Regions from separate parts of the Patagioenas fasciata genome. Here region 2 is linked to region 1. The links are chromatin contacts, called in public Hi-C maps. All regions are on one chromosome and are shown on one strand. Each heading gives the region's core, a stretch centred on a gene start, on an enhancer-like site or on the middle of the called end of the contact. The rest is flanking DNA. Distances are from core to core; before and after follow the strand shown. Region 1 holds the start of SEC61A1 (SEC61 translocon subunit alpha 1). Region 2 holds the start of ABTB1 (ankyrin repeat and BTB domain containing 1).

Region 1 (5,617 bases), core at 909-3,408:
AAATCAGGACCCTGGTTATTGAGAAAGCGCTGCTGTAATACTGCCAGCTACGAGCATGGCTGATTAAAGTTCCAGTATTATAAAGTGTTTTAGTTACCTTATTAAATATTGCCATAAATACACAGAATAAAGTGATGTTCTGGGAGCGCCTGGGTGAACAAGTTGGAGAAATAGGGGTGTGAGTCATAACAGGAGTTCGGGATTCAAAACATTTCATGCAAAGCAGTACAGAAATGTTCAGTTAACCTCTTATGTCCGGATAGTGATGTTGGAAATTCTTTTGTGCATTGCAATATTGGACTTACGCTTACTTCTTTTGATGTATCTAGGGCAATTCTACTTCATCAGTGGTTTGGGTGTCTCATTTTAGAATTGTTTTACAAATACTCACAGTTGTGATCTTCAGGGACGGACAAAATTTTGCATTTCTTACCCAACTGAACTTAGGAGAGATGAATTTTGTGCCTTATAGAAACTGCAGGTTTCATCTTTTAGAATGTCTTTTTTCAACTGGGAATCAGCTGAGCTAGAAGAAATGTAGATTTTTAAATGCCCCTTCTACGCAGGAAACTTCATGGGCTAGGAAAAAATAATTAAGTCACTTATTTATTTGTTTCAGTTGCATAGAAAGACCTTTTCACATGGCATCTCCCATTGCAGGACTGTGGAGAGTGTCTGTATCACACTCTGCACACGGACTTCTGGTCCTGAATGGGACGGACGCACCATAACTATTAAATAGTGACAGTGACAAAACTTGCCTCCACAGTTGCGGGCATTTCATGCAGGCAGAAGAAGCAAAGCTGCCCTTCTTTACCGCTCGTGGTTAGACAGGCAGAGGTTGTACCGCAAAAGTCTTGACTGCGCACGAACGTGCGGTTACACAGAGCAGAGCACAAAGCCCCGGTGCTTTTACAGGATCCTACAAATATGAACCAGCCCTGCTTTGTAAGGCGAACGTTCGTGTGCATACGTATACGAGTGTATATATAGACACATGTGTATTATACGCATGTACAAATAGATCTGTAGTGCCCTCTAGCGATCCCAGCTCACAGATGCTACGAGACCTGGTGGAACATCAGCCAGAGCGCCTCCTTTTTCCTTCGTAAAAAGAAACATCAAATCAACGCTGCGACACAGTATGTTGGTTGGAAAGCAGTTGCTTTATATCTAATTAGAAATGGGCGAGTTAAAAGCGGTTTTGTTACGCTGGATGGTTAAAATGAAGCTGCTCTGGACAAGTAAACCATCATCAGACCCATTGTAGATGTCTTCAGTAACTCTTTGAGGAGACACAGGGTTCCAGAAGCCTGGAGAAGGGCAAATATGCTGTCCACCAATTAAAAACCAACCAAACAAACCCAAAACCAAAACAAAACCAACAGGAAGATGAATAGGAATTAGGATTGGTCTTTTAAAGCTAATCTCAGGAAAGCAGGAATCAAACAATCAAACAACGCATACCTAAGTACCTAGAAAATAACAGGGAGTTTTGTGAAGCCATTACGGGTTTCATAGAGACAAAGGCTGACTAATTGTTTCGCATTAACACTTTTATTTGCTTTTCTCTAACTGCCGTTTATCTCTACTTTACAGAGCAGTGCTAAGTCCGTCTATAAAGGCCAGGAAAAAAAACAACACTAAGTGAACGTGAGCACTTTTGACTTTTTGGCGCTCCTAGGTGATTACAGAGACACACGGCACAATGTTTCCCATTTTCACTGATATTTCATGTTTTATGTGTGTTAAACCAGCCTCAGGCTCTGCACCACCCGCTGCTGTGGGTGCAGGCGGCTTCTTACTGCAGAGAAAGGCCTAAAACATCCCTCTAGAAAAACACTGAAGCAGAAAACACATTTTAAGTGTTAATTGATGTATTTATCTCACATGAACTTTTAAACCACCGTCACGATTCCTGGTAACACCTGAATGAGATGGCGGCCGGGGGGGGGTCAAAACTACAACTCCCAGCAAGCCGCGCGTCATCTCGTCATCTGATTGGTTGTGTAGGCTGCGGAGAGCCAATCAGCATCAGGAGGCGCTCCGTGGGGTGTGGGTCTCTCTGGCCGCTGTGCATGGTGGGAGTTGTAGTCGCAGGGCGCAGGGCGGCCGTTGCTGGGGTACGGCGCCTGCGCAGTGGCTGCGCCCGGCGAGCGCGGCGCGTGGCAGGAAGCGGAAGGGGGCGGCCGGGCTCGAGCCCTGACGTGTCTCTCCGAGGCCGCCGATCTCTCCGCGCTCCCGTCCGGCGGCCGCCATGGGCAGTGAGTACCGGGGACCGGGGGACAGGGGGCTACGCGGGCTGCGGGACGGCGGGGCCACCGGCTGCCCTTTCACAGGCACCTGGGGACGGGCCCTCCCTGTCTTCCCGATCCCCCCGCCGCCTCCAGGCCCCTCTGAGGGGCCGCTGCCCTCGCCCGCCCGATCTGGGCCCAGGCCTCTCCGCGCCCAGTCCTGTGGGGGTTTCCCCTCCTCTGATTTGGAGACTCCCTCTGGATTTTTTTTATTTTCCCCCTTTTGCAGTGAAATCACACAATCACAGAATGTCAGGGGTTGGAAGGGACCTGGAAAGCTCATCCAGTGCAATCCCCCCATGGAGCAGGAACACCCAGCTGAGGTTCCACAGGAAGGTGTCCAGGCGGGTTTGAATGTCTGCAGAGAAGGAGACTCCACAACCTCCCTGGGCAGCCTGGACCAGGCTCTGGCACCCTCACCATGAAGAAGTTTCTTCTCAAATTTAAGTGGAACCTCCTGTGTTCCAGTTTGAACCCATTACCCCTTGTCCTACCATTGGTTGTCACTGAGAAGAGCCTGGCTCCATCATCGTGACACTCACCCTTTCCATGTTGATCCCCATGAATGAGGTCACCCCTCAGTCTCCCCCAGCTCCCTCAGCCTTTCCTCACACGGGAGATGCTCCACTCCCTTCAGCATCTTGGTGGCTGCGCTGGACTCTCTCCAGCAGTTCCCTGTACTTCTGGAACTAAGGGGCCACAACTGCACACAATATTTCAGATGCGGTCTCACCAGGGCAGCTTAAATGCCCATTCCCTGGTTATGGCAGGTGTTCTAGGGCAGGATCAACCATCCCAGGCAGCGGGTACTGGGGCAGGGAGGGCCAGGTTGTCCCGTTGGTGACCGGTCGTAATGCTGTAAGCCAAAACCTCAATGACAGTGTCAATAGTAAACTATAAAGGGGGATCTGCAGTCCAGAAGGAATTCAGGTGGATGGATCTCCAGGGTCTGCTACCTTGAGGAAGAGGTGCTTGAAAAGCGTTTTAGTCAATCTCTGTATCGTGGTAGATGTAGAAGAGAACCACAATTTAAGTTTAAAACCACAGTCCAGTGTAACGTTTCAGGCAGTTAATTGATTGAAATTAAGTAAATAATTTTTATGAGTGGGTCTGAAAGCCTTAGGAAGTTGACAATGAAGTGGGTGCTCTCAACAGGGAAGTGCAAAGCCACCAGTAGTTTCAGTTCTTCTGCATCTTTGCACACTTTTTAATTCAAATCAGTCCCAAATATGTATACAGCCTTAGGTTGCGCTCAAGGAGTTTAACATTAATTCTTTTCCAAATCAGATCTGTGCTCATAGGAGAATGTGTGACTAAAGTATGTGCTCAAATTCAGTTTTCCTTGAGCTTTTCTCCGTGTTCTTTGTATCCGTGTGTTCACTTTGTCTTTTAACTCATTTCCTTACAGTAAAATTTCTTGAAGTAATCAAGCCCTTCTGTGTTATCTTGCCTGAAATCCAAAAGCCAGAACGGAAGGTAAGTTAATAAACTCTTCCTAATTCTGTATTTGTGTAATATAGAATGTTTACAGCTTAGTTTGCATTTGTGGGGTTTTCTTTTATTTTTCTTCTTGGGTGAATGGCAGCTTTAGGCACAATTGTTTTCAGTGCAGTGCTTGTCTAGTACATCCTGTCCTGTGAAGATGCTTATACAGAATATATTTGCTGATAAATGCAGTTGTGCAGATGTGGTTATGCCATAGCAGTGAGTGGTGAGACACTGAAAGAAGTTCAAAATAGCAACTTGAAAATCTTTGCTTCTTAAATTCCAATCTGAGATTATTTGCTAAAATAAGCTTCTCTGTATTTTTATTTATTTCTCACTAGAAGGTCTTTTTTTATGAAAACATAAGAGTTATTTCTGTGAAGTGCTAGAATTACCTACCATTGGCATAAGTTTATTTATTTGGATTAACATTTCAATAAAGCTTATTTTCCTTGGCCTTACATAGTATAAAAAGGATGAAGAGTGACTTATTTTCTTTAGGATATCCTGTACTTGATCCCTTCACAAGAAAATAACGTGAGCTGTAGCTACTATGGAAGTTTGCCTGATTGACTAGATCTTGTTATCTTGACAGCTTTACTGTCTTTGGTTGTTGTTGATTTTTTAAAATTTTTCCTTTAGATTCAGTTTAAGGAGAAGGTGCTATGGACAGCTATCACACTCTTCATCTTCCTAGTATGCTGCCAGGTATGATTCTTTCCCTTGTTTTTAAGGAAGAGCTGGAATGGTTAGAGGATGTTATAAAGTCTCTAATTAAATTCCATTTTCCTCTGTTGGTTGGAAATGCAGATTCCCTTGTTTGGTATCATGTCTTCAGATTCAGCAGATCCTTTCTACTGGATGAGAGTGATTTTGGCATCAAATAGAGGTATGGTTAGTCTTTCCGGAGGGCGGTTTTTAATTTGGACCACAACATTTTTGGACTTGTTCTTACCTTACATTCTGCTTTAAAGAAGATAAAAACCAGAGCAGAGAGGGAAAAGACATTTCATATATAATGTAAAATCACAACCCAATGTAGCATTGAGAAAGACAGAATTTTATGGACAAAATGGGTTTATGGTTGGCTGTATACTTGTGTTTCAAATATTTATACTTGGTTTTCTGTCTCACAGAATATTAAAATTCCTGATAGTTTATCTAAACGTCAGTTTCTTATAGAGGTTTTCTAATGCAGGTATGAACTAAGAATGGTGACAGTTTTCTAAATTCACTTTGTCATTATATATAATTTGGGATATCTGTCAGTTCACATCACGATGAGATGTGCATATATGCGTGGAACGTGGGGCAATCCTGAAGAAAATTTGGATTTTCCTGTTAAAAATTACAAATAATAAAGTGATTTATTGTCAAAGGCAGAAAGCAAATTCCTACCTCACTTTCTGAGAGCAAAAGTCTTTTTCAGCGAACACAGTTTTTAAGGTACTGAGAAGTTTACTGATCAGACTGACCTTTAACAAGCTTCTGATATCATTAAAACCTGGAGATTTGGAGTTTTAGATCTTCTCCATCGTCATGTAAAGGGTGGAAAAAATAAACTTGGAACTTCAAAGGCGCCTGGGTACGGCACATCCCATTGTTTTCTTCCATTGTTCTCCCTGTACCTGCAGGTACGTTGATGGAACTGGGTATTTCACCGATTGTCACTTCTGGGCTCATCATGCAGCTCTTGGCAGGTGCCAAGATAATTGAAGTTGGTGACACCCCGAAGGACAGAGCTCTCTTCAACGGAGCACAGAAACGTGAGTAACAGCTGGTACTAAAGGCTGATGTTTTAGTGCATCTAACCCTGAAAATAAGTGTAAACTCACCAC
Region 2 (5,617 bases), core at 1,302-3,801, 150 kb before region 1:
TTCTCTGATTTACTCTTCTGGCTTCCTATGGCCTGAAAGCTTTCCAGAGACTGTGGAGCTCCCTTGTACGTCTGGAGCATCCAGGCGATATCGACTGTGTCTAAGGGTGGCCGTCATGAGGCTGAGAAGGATTTTCTGCTGTCTCTGACAGGGTGCACCTGGCTGTTTGATCTCGGTTTAGCTCCAGGAATCTACTGGTTAATAGCATTTCATTGTAGTCTGGTGAAACTTTTAATACCTTTACCGTTTGTTTTTTCTCTGTATCATTTGTTTTTTGCACTAGGCTGATCTTGTTAAGTCGATTGCACTGTTGTCCCTCTCCCACCAGCCTTGCAGAGATGGGTTGGTCCAGGGACCTGTGGGCTGGGAGAGCTGTGGAGAGGCTGCTGAGAGCCCGTTTCACTCTCTTGTTCAGTGCTTGAGCTTCCAGCTCTGCAGAGGGAGGATTTGAAGAGGAACAGAAACTTTTGTTGTATGGTTTGTAACGGGAAGCTTTTCTATCACCTTAATGTAGTTAAACTTCTTTTTAACAAAAAACTGTCCAAGCTGTTCTTCGCGGAGCGGTGTGCCAGGCGGCGGAGCAGATACAGGACACAAAGTGGTTCCTGGAAAACTTTTTCCACCTCTTAGGACTTCACTGTAATTCCATCTGCCAAACGTTTGATTGCACTGACACCTGGTGGCTGCTGGGAGTTGGAGACAAAAAATGAAGAAAAAAGGACTTTTTTATCCCTCCCACTCAGCTCTGGGTTTCCTGTGCACTGCTTGGGAATGTCACCTGCTTTATTCATGGGGGCTGCTGGACTTGCCTGTGAGCAGAGGGCATGTCAGGGATGGTTTGTGCGAGGACATCCCCATCTGCAATGCAATGAGACGGGACGTTCCCTGGAGTCACTGCTCCAGAGGCCCTGGGTAGCAACACAAGGTCTCAGCTCCATCTATTTTCTCCTCCACCTCCTCTCCCTTTCCTCCCAGGTAGCACGGACAGAAAGCAGAGGCTCTGGTTTGAAATTGAGGTGGTTCTTCAGAGAGAGCATCAGGCGCAAGGAGCTCCGTGCCCCAGGGAACGTGGCGATGGTGTGGCCGAGATCAGAGGGGCTCTCAGTCTCTGCAGGATGGTGGCCAGATGTGATCTGAGATGTCCAATCTGCAAATGACTCCTGGATGTCTAGAACAGCATCTGTAACACAGAGTCCAACACATGCTTAGGACTTTGCAACCTGCAGACAGCCTCGTGGTGTGTGAGGTGTAAAGAAAGGACGAGAAGTGACCTGGTAACCGCTGTGGAGTATGGTGTGCTGGTTGAGAATACAGTTCGAGATCCCACCTCAAGGATCCCACCAGGCAAAGGAGGCAGTGTCAAACGGAGGTACTTTTTTGTATGGATTACTGCAGTATGCCCCGGGAGCATCGCAGCAGGATCCCACTGCAGCCAGTGCTGTTGGCAGCTTGTCTGTTCCCGTCCGCCTTTGGAGGAGCACATCTGTCCTTCACAGAGGGCTTGGGGCAGCTCGAACAGGCAGAGATGACAACCACCTTCATCCGTGCTGGCTCGCTAGAGCCTCACGGGCTCGTCTCGGCTGCCAGCCGTTCTTGTCACCACTCTTGTTCCTGCTGGACCTGAACTGGCTGCGGCTCGGCGCTGCTGCCCCAGAACACTTGGAAACACTTGTGTCTGGCCCTGGAAGCGACAGGGTTGTGGTTTTGTTTTCTTTGCAATAAAACGCACCTCCTGGGTGTCTCAACACTGACCCGAGCAGAGTCCTTTGCCTGGTTGCATCTGAATTCATGTCCGCCGTGTTGGCCGGGTCCCCACGACGGGGTGGTGGGATCAGCCTTACCCCTTTAATTCTCCCTTTGCAGGTTGCTGCAGAACCCTTGAGCTGTGCCAGCTGTGAGAAACTGGTTCTTCATGAGGTGACAGTCCCGGTCCCGTGGGGCGACAGTCCTGGTCCCGTGGGGTGACAGTCCTGATCCCATGGGGTGACAGTCCCAGTCCCGTGGGGTGACAGTCCCGGTCCCGTGGGGTGACAGTCCCGATCCCGTGGGGTGACAGTCCTGGTCCCGTGGGGTGACAGTCCTGGTCCTGTGGGGTAACAGTCCTGGTCCTGTGGGGTGTCCCCTGCCTCATCCTGGCAGAACCAGCCTGGGACCCCTGTTCCTTGTTAGGGGGGCTGAGCGTGAGCCTCTGTTCCCGAGCAGTTTACACCCCTGTGCCATGTGTGTCCCAGCACCGGTGTCCCCAACCAGCGCCCACCATCCCACCCCTGCTCCAGCGCTGGACCCCAGCCAACTGGACATGGTTCAGAGCCCATCCATGTGCTCCAGCCCCTCCCATCCAAATTCCCGACCAGAACCCCCCCCAGGTGTGTTCCAGAGCAGCCCCCATATGCCCGTTCCAGAAGACCCCGTGTCACCCCTTGCACCCACCCCGTTCCACGCGTGTCCGACGGTTTCGGGCGGCAGTTGCTCCTCCGGGCCGCGCGGGGGCGCTGCGCGGCGCGCCGCTAGGCCAGGCCGGCCGGGGGGGCGCTCCGCCCCGCCGCGGTGTTTACATCCGCCGCCGCTTCCGTCCCGCCGCCGCTGCCCCTGCGGCCGCTCCCGGCCCGGTCCCCTGCGGCTGCTCCTCCGTTCTTCGCGTCAATGCGGCGCCGCCGCCCCGCGGCCTGCCCCGGCCATGGACACCAGCGACCTCTTCACCAGCTGCAAAAAAGGGGACGTGAGCCGCGTCCGGTGAGCCGAGCGGCGGGTGGGTGGTTCCCGGTGTCCCCCCCCGAGTGAGCCACTGCCTTTAATCGCTTTAGCCGCCCGGGGGAGCAGGGCCGGGCCCGGCGGGGGCAGCCCGGCCTTGCCCAGTCGCTTCACGGTCCTGTGGCCACCCCGGGGCCGGGTTCCCAGAGGCCCTTCCCGGCCTTTCCCGGCGGCCCAACCCGCGGCCTCTCGCAGCTCTCGGGGCAGCCGCGGTGCCAGGGGATCACTGCAGTGTGAAAAGGAGAGTTGCTTTATAAATAAACGCGCCTGGCTTTTCCCCCCAAGGAATCTCGGGAGCTCTCAGCGCAGGACAGACATGGAGCTGTTGGAGAGGGGCCAGAGGAGCTGCGGAAATGATCCGAGGCTCGAACAGCTCTGCTGGGAGGACAGGCTGAGAGAGCTGGGGTGTTCAGCTGGAGAAGAGAAGCTCCGGGGAGGCCTTACTGCGCCTTTCAGTTCTGAGTTGTCTGGGATTTTGAATGTGGTCAGAGGAACATGAAGTTTGAGATGGGAAAGCTGGAGGGAGCAAAAGGGGGGATTGATGTGGTGCGTGAAAAAAGGAAACCAACTTGAGAATCTTTGTGAAGGCTGAGAGGGACTTTTAAACGTGGTTAGGAGAGATGGTTTTGCAGTATTTGGGGAGAGAATGTAGCAAGAGCCAGGCTGTGCAGGGGATTTGTGTGCAAGGCGAAGGCCGCCTTCTCCAGGTGCTAAAGAGGGAGTGTTGGCAGCACTTGATGTAGCCTAAGTGTGCAGGATGTGCAGGATAAGGAAGTGGTAGGAATTAAGAGCAATCTGGAATGACACTGGCATCGTTACTTGTGGCAAGAAAAGCCATGAGCAGGAGGGGAGTCCAGCCTTGGCCTTGTAAACTTGGCCACTTATTTGTGAGCAGCCAGGCTGTGAGCATTGCTGGAGAATGTGAAGGTGCTGGTGAAGTGTTCTGGCTGTTTCTGTGATTGCTGCCCTGTTAGGGATCAGCAGGAGGTAGGTTTGATCCACTGCTTTCCCCATGAGCACTATTTAAAACTGAAGGGAGCTACCAAGCTGTGCTGCAGAACTGCAGAACGCTGTTCTTTGGGCAGAGGGTTTGGCTGATGCCCCTTCAGCCATAGCCGACAGCTCCCTGAGTCAAATGCAAGATCCTGTCATACCTTTGGAAGTTACTGTATAAACTCAAAGTTATTGTTTTGAAAGAGGAGGATGTGAGTGTTCTGGTTTTGCACAGGATAGTTTTCTTCCTGGTAGCTGGTATGGGGCCGTGCTTTGGATTTGCACTGGAATTGGTGTGGATAATGCAGGGATGTTTTCCTTACTGCTGAGCAGCACTTACGCAGAGTCAGGGCCGTTTCAGCTCCTCGCACCACCCCACCAGCCAGGAGGCTGGAGGTGCACGAAACATTGGGAGGGGGCACAACTGGCCCAAGGGATGTTCCACACACTCATGCTCAGTCTAAAAGCTGGGGGAAGGAGGTGGAAGGGGGGGATGTTTGGAGTGATGGTGTTTGTCTTTCCAAGTAACCATCATGTGTGATCGAGCCCTGCTTGATGGAGATGGCTGAGCGTCTGCCTGTCGGTGGGAAGTGGTGAATTAATCCCTCATTTTGCTTTGTTTGCGTGTGCGGCTTCTGCTTTACCCATTACACTGCCTTTATCTCAACCCGCAAGTTTTCTCACTTTGACTCTGATTCTCTCCCCCATCCCACTGGGGGAAGTGAGTGAGTGGCTGCGTTAGTGGTTGGAGTTGAACCACTACAGTGACTGAGCAGCTGTATGAAGTTATAACTTTGCACTCCCTTTTCTTCCAGATACCTTCTTGAACAGCGAGACGTGGAAATTAATGTCCGTGATAAATGGGACAGTACACCGCTGTGAGTCCTGCTGGTGGGCGGGAGGGAAGGGCTTTCAGAGCTCATTTGCTATCTCAGCACCTAGGAGCGCTGTTAGAAAACGTCTCAGGTTCTGCTTTTTGGGAGATTTGCCTATATATTTCTGCTTTCTTCTTTGCGGGTGCTTTGCTAAATATGTCTTTGTCTCCCCATGTGACTGATGCTTGCTGTAGTAGTGCTCAGAAGGGTGGTTAATTTTGTGACCAGATTGCCTGGATTAAACCATCTGTTTTTGGCCTGATGAGGCTTTTTCCCCCCTCAAAGTCTGTGACATTCTAACGTCTATTGCTGGGGTCAGACTTCTCTGCTATTCATTAGAAATTCCTTACTCCTATGAGGCGTCACCTTTGGAGTTTGTTGGGTTGGCTCGGTGGTGGGGTCTACATGCTGTGGTGTGCCCAAACATTGGGTTTTCCTTCCTACTGCATCTTTAATTTTCTTTCTCTTGTTATTGTCAGGTATTATGCTTGCCTCTGTGGACATGAAGAGCTGGTACGCTATCTTCTAGCCAATGGTGAGCAAAAGTGTCCTGGTTAAGTGTGCAATATGTTTCTCTGTACTGGTCTGTAGGAATTGTGTGGTGTTCTAGCTGTCCCGTGTGGAAACTACTTCTGTTAAAACCAATCATCTGATCAGCGGTCTCAGGCTGCAGTGGGAGCCCTGGACACATTTTCATGGTCCCTTTGCAGTCCATTTGCTGCTTCAGTTTGCTTCAGGGAAGCTTTCTGTGACGTGACGGCTTTCTGAAATCACACCTGGTGTTTTGCCAGGGTGCTTTGCTCTTAATAATATGCTGATGTAAGAATTGTACTTCATCTGAAGAACAACCTGTTTAAAACTTTCTTACACTCTTCTGGCAGCCTTCCTTTCTAAACAGGACTGAAATGCAAGGGCTTTTACTGACCTCAGACAAAGCAAGACAAACTCTCCAGGCAAAGTGCTTGCCCGAGTGGTTCCCAGCACCCAAATTCCCTTAG

Evidence for each region. A called contact is a pair of places that touch in the nucleus more often than the background predicts.
Region 2: a Hi-C map of blood shows a contact between it and region 1, with 2.3 times the contacts expected there. The contact joins the promoter of ABTB1 here to the promoter of SEC61A1 in region 1. A contact is called at or near these places in 2 of 2 Hi-C or Micro-C datasets (blood and liver).

What each region holds. Positions count from the first base shown.
Region 1 is chr10:2,751,744-2,757,360 of bPatFas1.hap1, reverse strand. SEC61A1 (SEC61 translocon subunit alpha 1) reads left to right here and starts at 2,158. Exons shown (of 12, transcript XM_065845511.2): 1 at 2,158-2,264; 2 at 3,703-3,770; 3 at 4,422-4,487; 4 at 4,590-4,668; 5 at 5,414-5,545. The coding sequence starts at 2,258.
Region 2 is chr10:2,900,406-2,906,022 of bPatFas1.hap1, reverse strand. It overlaps ABTB1 (ankyrin repeat and BTB domain containing 1), which reads left to right and starts at 2,551. Exons shown (of 12, transcript XM_065845559.2): 1 at 2,551-2,733; 2 at 4,560-4,622; 3 at 5,099-5,154. The coding sequence starts at 2,678. PODXL2 (podocalyxin like 2) reads left to right here. Exons shown (of 8, transcript XM_065845490.2): 8 at 1-1,751.